Regions from separate parts of the Anser cygnoides genome. Here region 2 is linked to region 1. The links are chromatin contacts, called in public Hi-C maps. All regions are on one chromosome and are shown on one strand. Each heading gives the region's core, a stretch centred on a gene start, on an enhancer-like site or on the middle of the called end of the contact. The rest is flanking DNA. Distances are from core to core; before and after follow the strand shown.

Region 1 (4,207 bases), core at 297-2,796:
ATTTTGCTGGACATTGACATGCAATACAGTAGCAAAAGATAGACAATAAAAACAAAATACAGACACTATAGAAGCAAAAATAGTTTTAGGGAGAAATGGCTTTGTAAACTCTTAGAGAAAATGGTGATCAAAAGAACAGATTACTAATGAACAAGATATCAGATGAACTGATTATTTTTAAAAATTGGCTTTATCTTCGGTGGAACAAAGTGACAGGACACAGTGTTTGATGCAGTTTCTCTAAAAATCTTGCTCTGTAGACAAACTCAGAAGAGCTGGGATGTGATATACTATCTCATAGACAGAAAACTGGCTGACAGATCATAAGGAAAGGGTAATGATAAGTGGCAATGTACTGAGTTGGAAGGGAAGTGTCCAGCTGTGTGCCAGAGGGATTAGTGTTAGTCACAGTTTTATTTAACATCTTTATTAATGAACTGGACTAAAGGATATGCTGCATACTGAATCAGTTCTTAGACGAAACTAAATGCTGAAGACACCAACAAAGACAAAAAAATTAGTACAACGAGGCTAATAGAAGTGAGATACATGGGCAGAAAATCTACACACAGGATAGAGGATAATAAACAATTACTTCCAGGGAAAAATAACTGAAAATATGGATAGGTTCAGAGATAATAGGCCAGATATAATGCCAAAAAACTCTAGTCCAATGCCAGAAATTGAATTAGTTGTTGCACAACAAAGAATAGCCATATAATTTAGGGCTATATTTTCACAGTTGTCACAGATATAGGTATAGGATGGTAACAATGTGATTATACTAAAGAAACAACCTAGAGTTAGTAGTATACAGAAAAAAAAAGCTTCATATTAGAGAGGACAAAGGCTTTTGTTGTCCAGTTAGGAGGTTTATTATTATTTTTAACTGGGCCAGGAGGATGTAACACAATACATAAAGCTTATCAACATCACAAAAGAGGGGGAATTAAGGCAGAAGCAAAAATAAATTGAATATCAGGATAAGCATTATAATAATGAGGTCTGTTAGGCTGAGGAATAATCTCCATCCAAATGTATAGAAGCTGTAACGTTTGAGTAATTTACAATTAGAATGAAAGAAACATTCAAATATAAAGTGTGAAGATTTTTTCATCTTGGCAAAGGTATAAATAGAGAAACTCTGTCTTTCTCAGTCACTGGTTTCAATCAGTGTAATATAATTCATTACCATAAAGCTGACAAGACATACGGTGCATTTCAGCTATTGCACTAAACACTCCTGAGCCAGGCTGGGAACTTTGACTTCTGCACTTGAGCCCCTTTATGATGCCAGAATCATAACAAATTGTATTGAGTGCAATGCATAGTAACAGACACACAAAAAGACACGTAAGTGTAAACAAGCAACTTCATCCCCCCTGAAATTAATTTAATAAACCCCGCTAGTTAGTGAAATAAACAAACCAAAAAAATTGCGTTAGGAAAATATAACAAAAATTCCCCTCTGCTGAGGGTCTCTAACACTAGAGGAGCGACTGCTGGGTCAGCTCAAGCGCTCCTCCTAGCGCAGAGAGCTCCGCAGTGCTAAGGCTGGAGCCCACCCCACAGCATCCCGCTGCCGGCCTTCGCTGCCAGGCTCTGCCTGGTCCCAGCCTGTGGCTACTGCACAGAAAGGGTCAATCGGCATGCTATCACATCCCGGAGAATGTATTTATTTATTTAACAAAATAGCGTAATAAATTTACTACCTGTGAAATGACTTTTTGTTTGCATCCCATATTAACATAGGTTTTGCCACGATATGCTTCCTAAAGTCCCTCGGAGAAAAGATAATGACTGATAAAGGGGGTATTTATGTGAAACATGAAACATAATAGGAAATGAAAAAAAAAGCACAGCAATATCACACCAAGCAAATCATCAGGAGACAGAGGCAGGTTTATATGCCTCTAAATCACAAATACTTCTATAAAATCTTCTCTTTTTGTGCCTGGTTTCCATCCTCACCCCTCCCCTCAGCTTGGTTCCTGATCACTCCTTAAATGCAAACAAGGAGACAGCTCCGGCACAACTGCAGGACATGCTCCAACTGCAAACACGTGTACATATATAAACCAGCCTGGACCAGAATGCACCCCAACTTTTGCACAGGCACAGTTTTAAACCATTACTGTTTGGTTTTGTCTATCAGAAAGGTTTTACTAACAACACTAGACAGTTTTTTTGCTCCTGCTGTGCTTGAGATCTTGAATATTTTTCTGGCAGCACTACAGACTCCACTGCAATGAACAATGCTGCTTACAGGGCATGGGGTGAACAAGATAAAAATGACAATGAGAAGAGAGTTTTGTCTTTACTCAGAACCTCACTAAGGCAAAGATTGTCTCAAAAAAGCAAAGCAAACTAGCAAAAAAATGCTCCCAAGTCTCAGCTCTTAACAATTCCGAAGTCTACGTCAGGTTTGAAATGAAACACAGATTCAAAGCAAATGCACTCATTTCTTTTCACTCACTGCTTTCTTCAGGAAGTTTTCACAGAATAACAGTCCCAAAATAGGCAAGCCCATCCTGGAATGCAACTTTCAAACAGTGTATCCTCTAGAAGAGAGGTCTCAAGTACAGAGGCCATTTTGTTGGAGGAAGAAAACCTCAGTAGTGGGACTAGCTGGGAGAATAAAGTCTTATTTATATAATAAATACAGCCGTTTTGGGGAATTACGAAGTAGCAGTCCTATTTATGCAGAGCAGAATTTGTTTTCAATTGCACCTTTTCTTTCCAACCTAATTTCTCACAATGAAACCCATTATGACAGAAGGATCTGAAAAAGCTTTTTATGTCCTACCAAATATACACAAGGATAATTAGTTCTCTTTTGTCATTCTTCTGTAAGGGTTTTTTATTTATTGTGGAGAAGCTTTTGCAAATTGAAAGAGGTTGCATTGCATTCTGAAGGCAGAGCTGTTCCTGGTTTTTATTGTTTAGATGTAATTCAACAGAAAAGTTTTTTTTTTTTTTTTTTAAAAAAAAAAGGTGAAAACATAATTCACTGTGAGCTCTATAGGAAGATCACATTACCACATCTTAATTATTTTTGGGCCAGTATTTTGTAAACACATTCCACAATGTTAGGTCATGCAATGTACATGAAGCTTCATATTAGAGAGAAGCAAACGTCAATGCAAGTTTTGTTTCCAACAAAATGTTGGAATGCTTCCAACGTCATAAGAATTTTCTGAAAAACTTATAAATCACATCTTACCTAGTAAATACTATCCTAATAATTTTCAGATATTTTCACAGTCAGTGAGAAAATTCAGTCTCAAAAGGATTTAATGCACTCTGAGTGACAGTTATATTACTTCCCTCAAACACTTTCCAAAAGTAGGATTAAATATTGACCTATTCCATTCAGAGAATTTTAGGAATCTGACTCCTTATATAGTAACTGTGGGTTTCACTTTGACATTACTCTTACATTCCACATTTTTTGCTAATTTTCAGTGAGACTGAAAATTAAAGAGCCACTAGGTGCATCATTGTTCCATGGCCTGGCTCTGGCTTTACACTCCACATCTCATGGAAGCTGGTGTAATCAGTCAGGTGCAATTATACTGCATCCAATCTACCAGCTATGGCCTTCTGGGGGGTCTTGGATTTGTTGTGGATTTTTTAATTTTTATTTTTATTTTTTGTTTCTCTACCTTATATATGTGAAGCTAGTTCTATGGAAGCTGGACGAGTGTTATTCTTCCTTCTAGTAACTTATACTTACATAAATTATAACATATTTTGAAGTAAGCCTTTTTGAAGACTTCTAAACCCATATGGTTATTCTTCAATGTCAGGGCCTTGAAGTATATACACAAACAAGATAAAGGGCTGGACTGTGCCTAGTTGTGAAAGATCAGTAACCAGAGAAAACTTCCTTGCATTCAGAAAGTTGAAGATATTATCTCCTGATTTGGGAGCACCGCATTCAATTATTGCACGGCTTTACAGTTTCTAAGGCAGTTTCTTTGTGACAAATTACTTAATATCTTTGTACCTCAATCCCCCCTCTATAAATGCAGTAACAGGCAGGACTTCACCTCAGAGAAGGTGAATAAATATATTCACCACTGGAATACAGTTACAGATAGAGGCTGTTGAAACTGTTCAGAAGAGTTCCTGTTGCTTTTCTCTTTGTAAACCTGAGAGGTGCAGAGTTCAGCACTTGTGGATTGCCACAGCCCTGTCCCTGACC
Region 2 (4,215 bases), core at 1,044-3,543, 120 kb before region 1:
GGAAGCAAAATCTGCAAACGGGTTAAAAATGTCCTAAATAATTAAAAAAGTGAGACTTTTTGTAATTTAAATACAAATATACTTACAAAATCTTACAGAGGCTATTTACATCCCTCTCCCCCAACCTTACAGTACGTTCAGTTCCTACAGGAGACAGCGAGAGAGAGGAGAGAGGAGAGAAGGAGAAAAAAAACCCCAAGTCTGTCCCAAGCGCAGGAGTTTCCCACCTGACTTTTTCCTCTGCTCCCCGTCGCCTGCAGGACAACAAGCAGTCTGCAAAGTTTGAAGTTTGCCGGGGCTGGATAAGCGCGAGCGTGCAGCCGGTACCGGGGCACGGCGGGTGCTCTGCGGGCAGAGCCCGGGTCCTCCGCCCGCCCGGCCCCCCGGCCGGGGGTCTCAGACGGTGGTCTCGCCCTGCTTGCTGTTGGTGAGCCTGGTGTAGAACTTCCTCCAGGAGTTCAGCGTTTTCCCCGACCAGATCCAGAAGCCCGAGGTGATGCCCACGATTAAGGTCATGAGATACTTGATCATGAAGACGGTGAAGTCAGGGCTCATGGGTGGGTGATGGCTGCTGTGGTTATTAGGACAGGGGATGGCATAGCTCTTACAGCTCTGCGTGACCCAGCTCCTTTCCCACTGTTCCCTAAAAGCTTGCTCGTAAAAATAGCAGGCAATGACGATGGTGGCCGGCACCGTGTAGAGGACGCTGAAGATGCCTATCCTCACCATGAGCTTCTCCAGCTTTTCCGTCTTGGTGCCATCGTGCTTCATGATGGTCCGGATCCTGAAGAGGGACACAAAGCCAGCCAGCAGGAAGGAGGTGCCGATGAACAGGTAGACGAACAGGGGGGCCAGCACGAAGCCCCGCAGCGCGTCCACGTTGTTGATGCCCACAAAGCAGACGCCGCTGAGCACGTCCCCGTCCACCTGCCCCAGGGCCAGGATGGTGATGGTCTTGATGGCCGGCACGGCCCAGGCGGCCAGGTGGAAGTACTGGGAGTTGGCCTCGATGGCCTCGTGGCCCCACTTCATGCCGGCGGCCAGGAACCAGGTGAGGGAGAGGATGACCCACCAGATGGAGCTGGCCATGCCGAAGAAGTAGAGCATCATGAAGAGGATGGTGCAGCCCTCCCGCTTTGTGCCCTGCGCCACGGTCCGGGAGCCGTCCTCAGCGAAGCGCTCGTTGCAGACCACCCTCTCCTCCAGCAGGAAGCCGGCGATGTAGGCCACGGCCACGGCCGTGTAGCATCCCGAGAGGAAGATGATGGGCCGCTCGGGGTAGCTGAACCGCTTCATGTCCACCAGGTAGGTGAGCACGGTGAAGAGGGTGGAGGCGCAGCAGAGCACCGACCAGATGCCGATCCAGGTGCGGGAGAAGCGCAGCTCCTCGGGCCCGAAGTACATGAGCCCGTAGAGGCGGCCGGGCTCGCAGGGCGCCCCGCAGTCCTTCTCGCCCAGGAAGCGGTAGTTCAGGTAAGAGGGCACCTTCAGCGCCCGCGGGCAGGAGAAGCGCCCACGGGGCTCGCCGGGCCCCGAGCCCCCGGCCCCGCCGCCGGCACCCCCGCGCTGGGGGTTGCTGGTCCAGCTCTCGGGGTGCAAGGCGGGCGTCGGGGTGCCGCGCTCGGAGGCGTTCTGCCCCACGCACAGCTCGCCGGCCCCGTGCACCGGGAACTTCTCGCAGCGCAGCGTGTCGGGCCACTGGAAGCCGAACTTGTTCATGAGGGCCTCGCAGCCCTGGCGGGCGCGCTCGCAAAGGGAGCGGCAGGGCGGCAGGGCCTGCTCCAGCACGGTGCAGACGGGCGCGTACATGGAGCAGAGGAAGAACTTGAGCTCGGCCGAGCACTGCACCTTGACCAGCGGGTAGAACTGGTGCACCTCCAGCCCCGCGTCCTCCTGGTTGGTGTGGCCCAGCAGGTTGGGCATGATGGTCTGGTTGTAGGCGATGTCGGTGCACAGCGGGATGGAGATGGGCTGGCAGTACCCGTGGTCCGGGATGGAGATGCCCCGCTCGCCGTTGTACTGCGGCGCGGGCGGCTGCCCCCCGGCCGGCAGCGCCGCCGCCCACAGCAGCAGCAGCGGCAGCAGCGGCACCGGCAGCAGCCGCCGGCACCGGCCGCCGCCAACTTCCCCGCCGCCCGCCGGCCCGCGCCGCTCGGCCATGCTCAGTCGCTGCCGGGCTCCCTCCGCCGCCGCCGCGCCGCTCCTCCGGGCCCCGAGCTGCGGCTCATGAAGGGAGCGGCGGGCAGGGACGGGGCAGCCCCGGCCGCCACTCGCGCTGCTGCTGCTGCTGCTGCTGCTCTGCCGCTGCCGCCCGCCCCGGCAGGCAGCGCCCGCCGCCCTCCCTCCGTGCCTGCCTCCCTCCCGCCGCCACCGCCTCCTAGCGCCGCCGCCGCCGCCGCCGCCCGACCATTTGTGCCGGCCCCCCGAGCCCGCGCGCCCTCCGACCGGTTTCCAGGCGCCCCGCAGTCTGCCTGCCCCGCCGGGGAGGGGCCTTGAAACCGACGCCGAAGTTTCCTGCGCAAGGGACCGGCTCCAGCGCCGCGCCCGGGGGCGGGCGCAAGGCGGCCGCGGGGCTGCCCCGCGCCGCGCACAAAGGCGGCGGGGCGGGACGGGGCGGGACGGGGCTGAGGGGGGGCCGGGCAGGGCCGCCCCGCGTCGAGCCCCCGCAGGGGGGAGACGAGCTCGGAGGGGTTGCGGGGGACAGGGGGGGTCCCGGGGAGCGCGGGCGGGCGGCACAAAGGGCGGGCGAAGCCCCTCACAAAGCGGCCGCCGCACGCTCCCCTCAGCGCGCCCCCCGCCGCGGAGCCGCAGGGAGGGGAAGGGAAGGGAGGGGGGGGGGCAAGTTGTGGCCGGAGGCTGGGCTGGGGGCACGGCAGGCCGGGCATCGCCCCCCGGGGACGGCCGCCCTGCTCGTCCCGGCCCGGTCGGTGATTCCGAAGGGGCAGGGGGCGGCGGAAGGGTGGGAGGAGGGGAGGGAGCGGGGAACAATAACGGGGGTCGGTGCGGGGCTTACATCGAGGGGATCCGGTGGTTGCAGCGACTTGGGCTGTTTGAGAGCTGAGCCCGCGAGAGCCGCCTCAGAAACATGCAGCTGGTGGTGTGAGACAGCCAAAACCCACCTCCCTCTCTCCAGAGACATCTTAAGGATCTCAGTACTCAGTTATTGTCAGTATTTCATCTACGTGTTCCTCCTAGAGCAACTACAGCACTAGCCTGAAACACAAAATAATCACGAAAATAGGGCGTCCCAGCCCCTCTTCCCCCATCTGCCCAACACGCAGCTATTTGAGCTTAATTTGAGATGAATGCTGTGTGACCTGAAGTACCTCCCGTCAGGTTTTTAAAGTGCTCGCTATGTCCTGAGAAAGGAGGGTTTTGCCAAGTGAATGGGCATACAGTAATTGCCAACAATGGCCATTTCTTTCGGCATGTCTGAGGCGCGTCCGCTGGTGCAGAATGGCCGTTCTGTTGGTTCTCCCAAAGTGCGCAGCCTGGAAAAATGGTGGAGGCTGAGCGGGGGATTTACCGGGCTCTCTGGAATTCAAGAAGAATAATAAACTGTGCTCCTGGAGGTGAGGAAGATCCCAGCACGTTTTCTAAACGCTCAGTAACCAAACCTCTGTGTCGTGGACATGAATGTCCTCGTATTTGTCTGACTGTTAATGCTGCCTTTCAGAGCAGAACCAGGCGCGAAACTTCCCTGGCCAGCTGTCTTGGTTCTCTGCGGCATGCTACGACCCTCTTCCCTTATAGGCTAATGGGCTGCAAAAATCCATTAGGAATAAGACAAGCCTAGTATGTACTTCTAGCTGTCATAGGTGGCAAGGGTTAATAAAAGACATCCGTATTTCTTGGATAGCTGCAGATAAAATTTGGGCCTGCTATTTAGGCCACTTTCTTTCTCCCAGCAGTGCTGTCCCACATTCAAACTAATTAAGAGCAAGATCTGTGCTGTATAACGACTGCTGGAGCAGGATTGTGTTTGGAAATTGCCCAACCTTAAATATGTTGATTGCTGATGTCCTCATTTACTGAGGTTCATTGAGTTCTGTCAAGAGCTCTCTTCTCCGAGGACTTCAGTTCAAAAGTGATGAGCACAAATGCTGTCTCTTTCCATCTCCTGCTGAAAAAAGGTTTGATTCCTTGTATAACATATTTACTGTTTTAATCTAGAGATTTTCCTCTTCACATCTGCCTCAGTAATTAAAATTACCC

What was found. A called contact is a pair of places that touch in the nucleus more often than the background predicts.
Region 2: a Hi-C map of fetal liver shows a contact between it and region 1, with 1.8 times the contacts expected there. The contact joins the promoter of FZD1 here to the enhancer-like site in region 1. A contact is called at or near these places in 2 of 7 Hi-C or Micro-C datasets (fetal liver and granulosa cells).

Annotation. Positions count from the first base shown.
Region 1 is chr2:24,535,815-24,540,021 of Taihu_goose_T2T_genome, reverse strand. The region is part of intron 12 of CDK14 (cyclin dependent kinase 14); the gene reads right to left. Among named protein-coding and RNA genes, the nearest start is that of FZD1, 120 kb to the left of the region's middle. Within about 2 kb of position 1,546, at least 2 of the 3 cell types and tissues checked have open chromatin away from gene starts, as enhancers often do. A contact at or near this core is called in fetal liver, where this site is marked.
Region 2 is chr2:24,657,054-24,661,268 of Taihu_goose_T2T_genome, reverse strand. It overlaps FZD1 (frizzled class receptor 1), which reads right to left and starts at 2,293. Exons shown (of 2, transcript XM_048077531.2): 1 at 228-2,293. The coding sequence starts at 2,160. The coding sequence ends at 397.